Regions from separate parts of the Sus scrofa genome. Here region 2 is linked to region 1. Evidence: chromatin contacts called from public HiChIP or PLAC-seq data. All regions are on one chromosome and are shown on one strand. Each heading gives the region's core, a stretch centred on a gene start, on an enhancer-like site or on the middle of the called end of the contact. The rest is flanking DNA. Distances are from core to core; before and after follow the strand shown.

Region 1 (5,245 bases), core at 951-3,450:
ATACAACTTAGCTTTCCAGAGTTTATCCACAAAAATTAATGCAACTACATGTAAGTTGAAATATTACCACTTGCATGCTACAAGAAATGCAAACAAGAAGTTGAAGTGACCTGAAAAGGTCAGGCCACAAGTGGAACAGGATGAAAAATGATACTCAAGTTCCCAAAGAAAGATGATTAAAAAAAAAAAAAAAAGTTTTCCCACATTTACTAGTAAGAAAATTGAGAAAAAGAGCTTAAAACCTTTTATCAAAATAATTTGATTAACATGCAAGTTATGAAGTATTACTGAGCATTCACTCTGAAAATAATACCAGGCTGAAAAAGTCAGGACATGGAGCCAAAATACTTTAGAATTAACAAGAGTGAACGAGATTTTTTTCTTTCTCTCTGTAAAAGGGAAAGATTCTAAACAAACATGCAATTCTACTCTCAAACATAAGGAAAAGCATTGCTCAGGATTTAAAAAACAACAAAGCTAATGTTACTCTACTTGTACGGATAACGCACAATTAGTACAAAATCAAAACCAGCACCACTTAGTAGGCTGTTGGTTGAAACGTGTAGTTTTATGCCTTATATCATGAGAAGAGGAAATTTCTGTTGAGACGGAAAATTAAAAACTAAATATTCCCATGTTCTTTCTAAAGAAGAAAAAAAAAAAAAAAACTGAACGTGGAGATCAGAAAAATCAGCCTGCATCCTGTATCACAGTAAGAAGAATCCCAACACCCTTTTCAAAAATTTCGTTTCACCATTTTTGAGATGTTTCATTTCACTAAAGCATCGCAAAATGTAAACAAAAATTTTAGCATAGAGAATTTAAATATTAGGAACTTGAATAGAGAAAACCATTCAGTTGCTATAAAGAATAATAGAATTCCTTATGTAATAACAAGCAATTCTCCTCCATTTCTAGTCACCTAGGACTCATTTTAAAATAAGAACATGGAGTTCCCATTGTGGCTCAGCAGTAACCAAGAGCATCCATGAGGACGCAGGTTTGATTCCTGGCCTTGCTCAGTGGGTTAGGGATCCGGTGTTGTGGTGAGCTGTGGTGTAAGTCATAGATGCAGCTGGATCCCGCATTGCTGTGGCTGTGGCATAGGCTGGCAGCTACAGCTCCAATTCGACCTCTAGCCTGGGAACTCCTCTATGCCTCGGGTGTGGCCCTAAAAAGACAAAAAGACAAAAATAAAATAAAGTAAAATAAGGACAACTCCTTACAAGATTGCATAGGAAAAATGGGTGAATTTTAAGGGTTAATATAATCTAAATTATACTTCAGTAATTTAAATTGCTTAAATTTTTTTAAAACAAAAACATTAGTTTAGCAACAAAAAAATGAGTTGCTTAAAATTTAAAAAAAAAACTTATAGGAAAAGCATTCATCACAATATGCCAATTAAGATATGCAGTATCTTTACAACACTTTAAGAAATGTATATATTCAGCTCCATCCATTTTCAGGTGATATAATAATGTTACCATACTTCTACAAAGTCTACTCATTCCTGACGCCACAAAGGCAACACTGAGAGTTTTCCAGAAAGTTATGCATAACATATGGCAATTAATTATATATATCAATAGCCCCCCAAATAGAAGCATTTTTAAGACCCAATTATGAAAATGGTTTCTCAATTATATGTGTCCACATCCTTCTAAATGATGGAGTCTTTCATTACTACACATACCCTAATTAATTCTTACCCTGACTTTCATTTCAGTCTTTGGTTTCATTTAGGAAATCAAATCTGTTCTCTGCAATTTCCACTTTAAAAAAATCATACTTTAATCCCCTGAAACAGCTGCTTATCTTCCACAACTTCAACCAATGCATCTTTTACCCTGTCATCCTTCCCCGTCAATTTTCCTCGGTAAAAGAGAGAGATAGCTGCAGAGCAAATCTTTACTCAGTTCCTTCTGAGATCACAAAATGGTTTTTCCTGGCGCAGGCTAGCCATTCCAGAACTCCCCAAGGAGAAGATTCCAAAATGTCATCCACCTAAAACAGAAGGTCTGATGAAAAGGAAACCGTCCAGTTTGACTGCTTCAGCCCCCATTGTTTATTATACAAATAATGTGCCTAGAAGTCTCATTTTATATTTAGTATCTCCAAGTTATGTTCTATGCCCAAATCCTCACGTTGCGTGTTGTCCTGTTTCTGTCTGGGCGGATAAAAGGGAGGGAAGCTACCAAACCTCTTTAGGACGTTTATCCTTGAAAGTTAGAGTTTGTTGGAGAGACTTCATGGAAAGATACGGCTCTGTGATCCAGTAACAACTGTCATCCCTGACACAAATGGTTATCTTGCTGGAAGTTACACCCTGAAAAAGCATCAAATCTACTACCCCTGGGCCATCAGCTCCTCATAAAAGGCCAGCTTTCTATAAAATTCTCAACCTTATAGGTGATACAATAGCAGCTAAAAAGTAATCAGAAACATATTAAGACTTATGAAGGATGTTCTTACTAGTTCGTGCAAACAACCTAACATTACCACAATAACCAGGGAGGGAAAGTGAAAGTAAATCACTGAGAAGAAAGCATTTTTAAATATAATCATAGACTATAGTTTTCCAGGATATAGGAAATATATTTTAAAAATGTCTAAAATTAATTGGAAATGCCCACCTGAGTACATTTTACAGATCAACAAATATACTTCCTATTTGAGTGTATGAAAGGCTCTGTTTACCTTTATATAACCCTTTCTATGTTTAACTTCTGAGCTTCAGAATAATGCTAAGATTCAACTATTATCTACAAGCTCATGGTCACCCTTTGCACTGCAGACCTCTGCAAACAATCACAATAGAATTTATTTTCGCTGTAATTCCAGATGGACTTCAAAACCTTCAGATAAAAGCATCATCTTTGGCTAAAGAATAAAGAATTTCTGCAAGGAAACTCTGCCTTACATTAACAAAATGTTCTCTTCAGCACACAACTAAACCCCTCACTGTACATACTAGTTACTGATATATATACTTTAAGTCAGAAACCTAAATATCAGGATATTTTTAAATAACTCTTTCAAAGGCTAGGTTAACAAAGTCTTTGCCCTTTGTTGATCTCAAAGCTATACAAAATTAGCAACGTGAGTTCCCGTAGTAGCTCAGCAGAAACAAGTCTGACTAGTATCCATGAGGACACAGGTTCAATCCCTGGCCTTGCTCAGTGGGTTACAGATCCAGCATTGCCAGAAGCTATGTTGTAGGTCACAGACATGGCTCGGATCTGGCATTGCTGTGGCGGTGGCATAGGCCAGCAACTGTAGCTCCAATTCAGTCCCTAGCCTGGGAACCTCCATATACCTCAATTGTGGCCCTAAAAAAAGAAAAAAAAAAAAAAAAACTAGGAACAGACATGAATTTTATAAACTCTAAGATACTATGCACATGTAAATAACTGTGTTGATGATGGCAAAGAAGCAAGAAGGCTGGATTACAGAGGAACATTTCTAGAGGCAAGTTAAAAGCCCTGCACTAAGATAACTGGTGATGCTTCTATTGAATTCAACTAGAGATTTAAGAACACAAAAATCAAGATGATGTTTTATTTATGTTCAACAAGGAAATGACTTTAATTAATGTAATTAAGGAGGGGGGAGGGGAAGACCAGGAAGCTCTCAGCTGACACTGCTATCTATAACTTAAAAAACAGCTTACTTCCAACTCTAACTCAGCATGGAAATTAATAAACTGAGCCTATTCCCATGGAATGGAGTCCAGTGGTATGTATGCCCCTTTCTCTGCCCTCCAAAATAAGAATGGCTTTAATAAGATCACATGTAAAAGACTACTAAAAGAGAAGAAATTGTAAAAAAAAAAAAAAAAAAAAAAAAAAAAAAACCAAAAAAAACCCAAAAAAAAAAGACAAAACCTACTCTAATAAGACTTTAATACTATTAAATTTCCATAATGGACTGCCTTTAAAATACCAACTTTGAGATTCTACACAGCACAAAGGGCAGAGGCTGGGGTTACAGTCATGTCTCAATTACAGCTCTAGTATGCTCGGTGGGGGAAGTTAGATAGTCATGTGCCTTTCTTAGAGTCTCAATCTCATCTTTTTTTTTTTTTTTTTTTTTTTTTTGTCTTTTTGCCTTTTCTAGGGCCACTCCCACGGCATATGGAGGTTCCCAGGCTAGGGGTCCAATCAGAGCTGCTGCTGCTGGCCTATGCCAGAGCTACAGCAACGTGGGATCCGACCTGAGTCTGCAACCTACACCACAGCTCACGGCAACGCCGGATCCTTAACCCACTGAGAAAGGTCGGGAATCAAACCCGCAACCTCATGGTTCCCAGTTGGATTCATTAACCACTGCGCCACGACAGGAACTCCTCAAACTCATCTTAAAATAGGAAATAACCACATGCCAAAGTTATTCATTTGATCCTTGCAGTAACTTATATGAAAGGACAAACACATAGTAGGCTTTTAACCAATTCAGCTCCTCTCCCTGAAAATGTGTACAAAAACCCTGATTTCACTTTGACAGCCAGCGCAAAAATAAGGTCTTCTGTAAGAGAAGAATGGCTGTATTTTGAAGTAGCTGAAGTCTACTGCTTTTTCACCTTCCCACAATTAACCTACTCCTCATCTTAATATCCTTTATTATGCAGGTAAACTCAAGATATTAATGAAATGTCATGGTCATCAGTTCATAAAACAGATAAGAAAGCAGGCAAAGTTTGTTTCTTTTTATAAGAAACTTTATGTGTGCTCATATTTTAATTATTTGCAAGAAGTATGATTTTCAAAAATCCAGGTCCAAAAACAAAAGTGTAGCTTTAATATCCTTAAAATTCTACTGTCCACATCTGTGGTTGTTAAGAGTATTCCTTACACAAACATTTCCATATGTCAATTTAATACACCCCACTGACCTCAGCCTTAAAATTTAAAACCACTTCAAACTAAATGGCCCGATCTAGAAAATATGCTTACACTTTAGTCAATTACAATACTGTGTCCTTTACCAAATACACTGTGTTTGTTTCTACAGCACAAAGAGATTTTAACTTTCTTAACTCAAACCTGAGACTTTATAGTCTGACTTGACATTAACATCAAGCACTTCTAAAATATAAACTGGAGACATTCTTTTAATAATTATAAAAAAATGAAAGAATCCATTTTAAAAGCTTGACTAAAATAACTTGTAAGATTTAGCACACAATATGAAGGCTTTTCCTCTGCCAGAAAACAATAATCCTTTTGTCTGCTGGAATCCTCTT
Region 2 (5,245 bases), core at 1,790-4,289, 1.2 Mb before region 1:
TTTTTTTTACTCATTTTTGAGTTCCAGATGGTACCACAGTACCTAGCATGTGACAGGCAAGGAAAATGGCTCAACTTTTATTATCATCTATTATTTATATGTAGGAGGCTACGGATTTTTTTTTTTTAAGATACTGACTGGGGCAAAAAGAAAACCCACATATAAACAGCAGAATGGAGTTTTCAAATAAGAATTTCCACAAATGCCAGAAGTATTTCCAACAGCAAATATATCCTAGTCTTGATGCACTCTGTGTCCCCTTCTAAAGGATAATGTAATAAACCGAGGGACAAAACCAATTATTAACTAGGGCTCAGGATCATCTTCTCCCAGAAAGCAACACAAGCCAAACCCCAGCTTGGACGAAAATCAGAGTCTCCTGGATATTTATTATGGGACTACAGATAAATACTGGAGGCAAACATTCTTCTCAGATTCATTTCCCTAAAGTTTGAAGCTACTTCCTTCCCATGTCTTTCCCAGAATGAGAATCCTGAAAATAGAGTTGGTGGCAAATGTGGATGTAAAAAGGAATTTCTATTCAAAATAAAACTCTTCATCCAAAGGAAGTTCCCGTCTTAATGAGCCCTCACCAATAGTTGTAAGCCTGGCTTTGCAACTTCTTATTGATTTTAGGCAGTTATGTATCGTCTATGCCAGAAGCACCGAGAGAGAAAAATCAACGGGGAGGAGGCAGAGAGAAACAGACCAAGACAAGGCTTTGGTCAAGTCCACGTGTGCCAGTCCAGCCATGCAGTCATGCGCTTTCTGCTGAGCTCTTTCAAAAGGGCATGTCCTCACAAACCGTCTGCAAGCCGGGGCAGGAGGCGGCGGGCAGGAGCCGTGTCAAAGAGCAGGGCCAAGAGCGTTCTTGTGGAGTCAGCAGACACAGCAAAGATCCCACAGGGAAAACCACCAAGGGCTAAAGTGGCCCAACTTCTGGGAGACCCGGTAGTTAGAGGAAAGCCTTTTTTAAACTCGGTGGAAAAGGCACACATACAGCAGGCTCCAGCGTAATTACCAAAGCCACTAGGCCTGTCTGCCAGGCAGGGCTGATGTGGCCTCTTGACCAGGTTTTATTCTGGCTTTCTGCTGTCCTCTTGTCCCTCTGCTCTTCCTGCTCCCGCTACTCAATAAACCAGCAGATGCTCGCTTCCCGTCCGACAGACTCTCGCCTCTGCCTTCTGGTTTGTTTTGGCATCTTCTCCAAGTGTCAGACCATCTGCGAAATGGACCAGAGCTTCCGAGACCCTGCTTAGGGTTATTTAAGAATTTGTTTCTACACGTGCAAAGACAATCATGAACATCCTATCGAATAGATGACAAGCATGATCCTGACACAGGCCCTTCGCATTTTGGGTTATTCGTCTTCTCTAGGCAAATAGCCACGTCCTTGTTCAAACAACAGAGTGGGAGGGGAGTCCGAGTTTGCTTTTCATTCTCTCCTGAATTTCCTTCCCTCCCATTTCTCTTAACACTCTGCACAGCCTTACTCACTCCTGGGGCTTTGGAGCAGGCTACTGTTGACAACTCCTAAGTTTCTCTCTACACCAGACCTCTCTGCTCCCATCCTGACCCCAATACCCCAAGGACCTAAGGGACATTTCAAGTACAAACAGCTCAAAATTGAACTCATCTTCCTCTTGCCAGTGCATTTCATCACCCCCCGCCCGGTGTCCTCCCCACCCCAACACACACACACACTTGGCAGTCCTTGACCTTCCTCACGTCTAGTCCATAAAGCTATCCCGGCCTGAGCTATGCCCTATTAACCAGGAAGAGCTAGACTTCCGTCAGATTAAAGACCCTCCCTGAGGCTCTCCCTTCCAGACTCCAGCAAGCACTGCTGTGCTGCAGGTGCGCCCACCATGCACGGGAGGTCACGCCCTTTTCCTTCTTTCTGAGCCCCGACTCCCCACACCCAGGCCAGGCCCCTATATGCCCATTTCGAAAGCACTAGCATGCACTATGCAGGATCCACTTCCTTATGTCACTGGGGGAAAAAATAATAATAATAATAATAATGCCCTTCAGGAAGCCGCTGTCAACTTTTCTGAAGCAAGAACTGAAAAAAGCAGCTCCCGTCTCCCAACATTACCATCTCCGAGGAAAATTCTTCAACAATGAAATAACCACATATTTCATAAAACAAACCCAAAAGGAGTTCAACCAGTCTGTTAAACAGTAACAGGTTGCAAAGCCAGAACTAACCTGGATGAGGACTTCAAGCTGTGACAAAAAGAACACGAAATCAAGTTACAAATGGTCAAAGTCCACTGACTGACTGAATGACCCTCTGCCATTTCTGACAGCTGCACACCTGCTGTTCAGCAGTGGTGATTTTTTTTTTTTTTTTTTTTTGCCTGTTCAGCCTCGACCTGCTGAAACATAGCTCAGATGCAAATATTTTAGGAGGATACACTTCCTTAATACTGGACTATCAAAGCAAGGCCGAGCAGATTTTTCCAAGAATACAAGGTCTCATTCGAAGAGCAGACTTACAGTTTCAGCTCAGTTCAACTTTGTGGACAGACTACATACACCTCAATGAAGTTCTTTTCCTCAGTGTCTTTAAGGAGCATTTCTATGACTGATCCCAACACAAGGAGGGTTAATTATAAACTCTCAGGGTACCACTTGACGACCCAGGCACTGGTGGCAGCTGCAAGGACAGAGGTCATGTATGCTTCTCTCTAGAATAAAATTCTCTTTACCCCCACGTTAAGGTGATTACTCAAACTTTAAAGACTCCCTGTGCCCCGCCCCCCATTCCAGCCTACTCGAATTTTCCTTAGGCTGATTGACTCTAGGAAAACAAGGATTGCATTATGCTTGCCTCCTTGCAATGAGGTCAGTTCTAGTTTCAAATTCCCTTTCAGAACAACCCCAAGGCCACAGACTGTTAGAAACCCCAGCTGCTTGATAGCACAGGAGGGCCTCAGCCATGACAAGGGAGCATTACTCAAGTCCTAATCAGCAAATGCATCCTACACCCAGACTGGCATCCTTGCAGGTCGATTCCGACACGCTGGGCAGAAACACGTCTGAAAACAAACCCAGTCTCGGCTCCTCCTCCCAAAGCTCCTCGGCCAAAGCCAGGCTGCAGTGCAACGTTCAGCGGTGATTTTCTCCAACTGGCACCATCTGTGCAAGCCCTGCCAGACGTGCTGACAGAGCAGGCTGCGTAGACCATTACTAATCCACCAGGGTCAACGGGGTCAGGCCTGCAACACGATGCCTATAGATTTCAAAGGCAGGCCTTCCCTCCATGCCAGCTAATCCATCTATGTTGAAAAGCAAGCACATTTTTAGTCCACTTTCTTTTAAATTTCAAAGGAAAAAAAAAAAATCTCATTTTTAAAGCTCTTAAGCGAGGGAGTAGCTTGCATGTAGTCGGCGCCCTGATACCAGTTAAACTGTATGAGGCCTTCAGGGCATGAGGCTCACTGTCGATCCTTTGCCAAAACTGGGTCAAGAGACCAAGAGGATAACTCTCCTCAGATGACAAAAAGCCTTCAAAAGAAGAGGGACACCATGGATCAAGACTCAGTCTCTGTGGCCAAGAGTCCCCTACCCCAAGCTGAGCCTACAAACAAAGAGTAAATGCCAGCAGCTTGTCTCCCAGGATCACAAAGTGTGAGCTGAGGCAGTGTCAGCTGGGCTGGTAAGTAGCATTACCCACCACCTACTGCAGAATTCTGCCATGAGCAATGCCCCTACTATCGGCTACCCTCCAAGCGTTTGCTAAATACCTACTGGGTGCCAAGAGCTCATGTTTCTTTGCATTTCTGCAGTGTCTCCATTAAGGAACCAGGATGACTGTGAGTCTAGTACCTCAGCCTTGGACTGGCCCGAAGAGGCCCATGGCCCCACGAAAGCAGGATGGTGACCTTGTCTTCCAAGTGTCCCTGGGCAGCACAGACTTGCTGCAGGCCTGCTGCAGTAACAAAATAAAGCAGCTTGTAGATACTTTTATGAATACCAATGTGTGTGTGTCAGGACCAACACTGCCATCATTTCTTTGTAGTAGATGGTATGTTATTCTAGATCTTCAAAAGATGACTCAATCTAAGAGCCCAAAAAACTCCAACGGCCACAAAACTAAAACATCACCCCAAGCTCCAAAGAACCTAGAGCTTTTGTTCATAATAATTAAAGGTTTAAAGACATTTCACGATAAGTGACTTCATCTTCTTACATGTGCTTAGGTATCAGTTTCTCCCCTTACCAGAGTTTAAACGGCTACAGAGGTAGGAGTTAGGAGGAATTTGCAGGTTAAAAAATAATGAATGATTCCTTTAACCCAGATCATTTTCCTTGCACAGCAAGCTGGGAGGGTCACAGATCTGACAAGGCTGCCCCAGCCTAATCTGAGGAGCCGGTTTGCATGAGTTCCTATTAAGGACTTTCTTCTTCTGGTTTTTCTAAGCTTCAAGCAACTACAGAAAACTCCGGGCTAAGCCAGCTCTCAACACACCTACTCTTCCCAACTCCTCCCGGCTCACAAGAGTGGCTCTGGATTGTCTAAAAGTCAGTTATGCCATCCTTTAGATCCCTTTCAGCTACTCCCTATCATAGAAACGCTGATGTCTTAGCAATAGACCTCTTCTTCACCTTGAGACTTACCTGGATGTTATAAAACCAACGAACACACAAAACAAATGGAAACATTTAAAAGAAGATCATGTTTCCCATCTATTCTATCTTTACTAACCCATTCTGGGACCTCAGGTGTTCGGAGGAAGATTCCATTCTCTTTATAAAATGAACACCTTCACATTCCAGGATGGTTTGTTTCAGTCTTTCAGAAATAGTGAGATTTTACTCGGCCTCACTTCACGTGTTGGGCTTATAATGTAAAGCTTTGCAAGACCCTTCTCCCACCTCCAAGCCCTGTTCCGTCTTAGCGGCTTGAGTTGTTCTAAACACCGGAATCTCCTTTTCTAAACAAAGGCTGCCTGACATTCAACTTCATTTCTCTCTGTCTGACTCTGCTGGAGCAAAAGATAAGAATCTAGACAGAGGCTCTCATTCTGCTTTACCTACAACTTGTCTAAACCACCAACTGACAAACACGGGTTCTGCCCAAAGGTACCCAAGGCAGCAACACAGCTGCACAGACTTGTACCTACAACATCAGTTCCAGTACAAAAGTAGCCGGTGGAATTGTCAGAAGGCAGGATGCCTAGATGGTAGGATGATAGATCCCTGAGGAACCTAAGGATACCGCCAAGCAAGGAGGTAG

Evidence for each region. HiChIP or PLAC-seq counts read pairs in DNA pulled down with a chosen protein or histone mark.
Region 2: an H3K27ac HiChIP or PLAC-seq map of skeletal muscle shows a contact between it and region 1, with 7 times the contacts expected there. The contact joins two enhancer-like sites. A contact is called at or near these places in 1 of 47 Hi-C or Micro-C datasets (embryonic fibroblasts) and 1 of 2 datasets of contacts at active chromatin or transcription factors (skeletal muscle).

The regions. Positions count from the first base shown.
Region 1 is chr7:15,928,811-15,934,055 of Sscrofa11.1, reverse strand. All of the region lies in intron 4 of CDKAL1 (threonylcarbamoyladenosine tRNA methylthiotransferase), which reads right to left. Among named protein-coding and RNA genes, the nearest start is that of CDKAL1, 21 kb to the right of the region's middle. Within about 2 kb of position 2,200, at least 17 of the 83 cell types and tissues checked have an H3K27ac peak or open chromatin away from gene starts, as enhancers often do. A contact at or near this core is called in skeletal muscle, where this site is marked.
Region 2 is chr7:17,119,280-17,124,524 of Sscrofa11.1, reverse strand. The region is part of intron 3 of LOC100512907 (a long non-coding RNA gene); the gene reads right to left. Among named protein-coding and RNA genes, the nearest start is that of SOX4, 240 kb to the right of the region's middle. Within about 2 kb of position 3,039, at least 30 of the 83 cell types and tissues checked have an H3K27ac peak or open chromatin away from gene starts, as enhancers often do. A contact at or near this core is called in skeletal muscle, where this site is marked.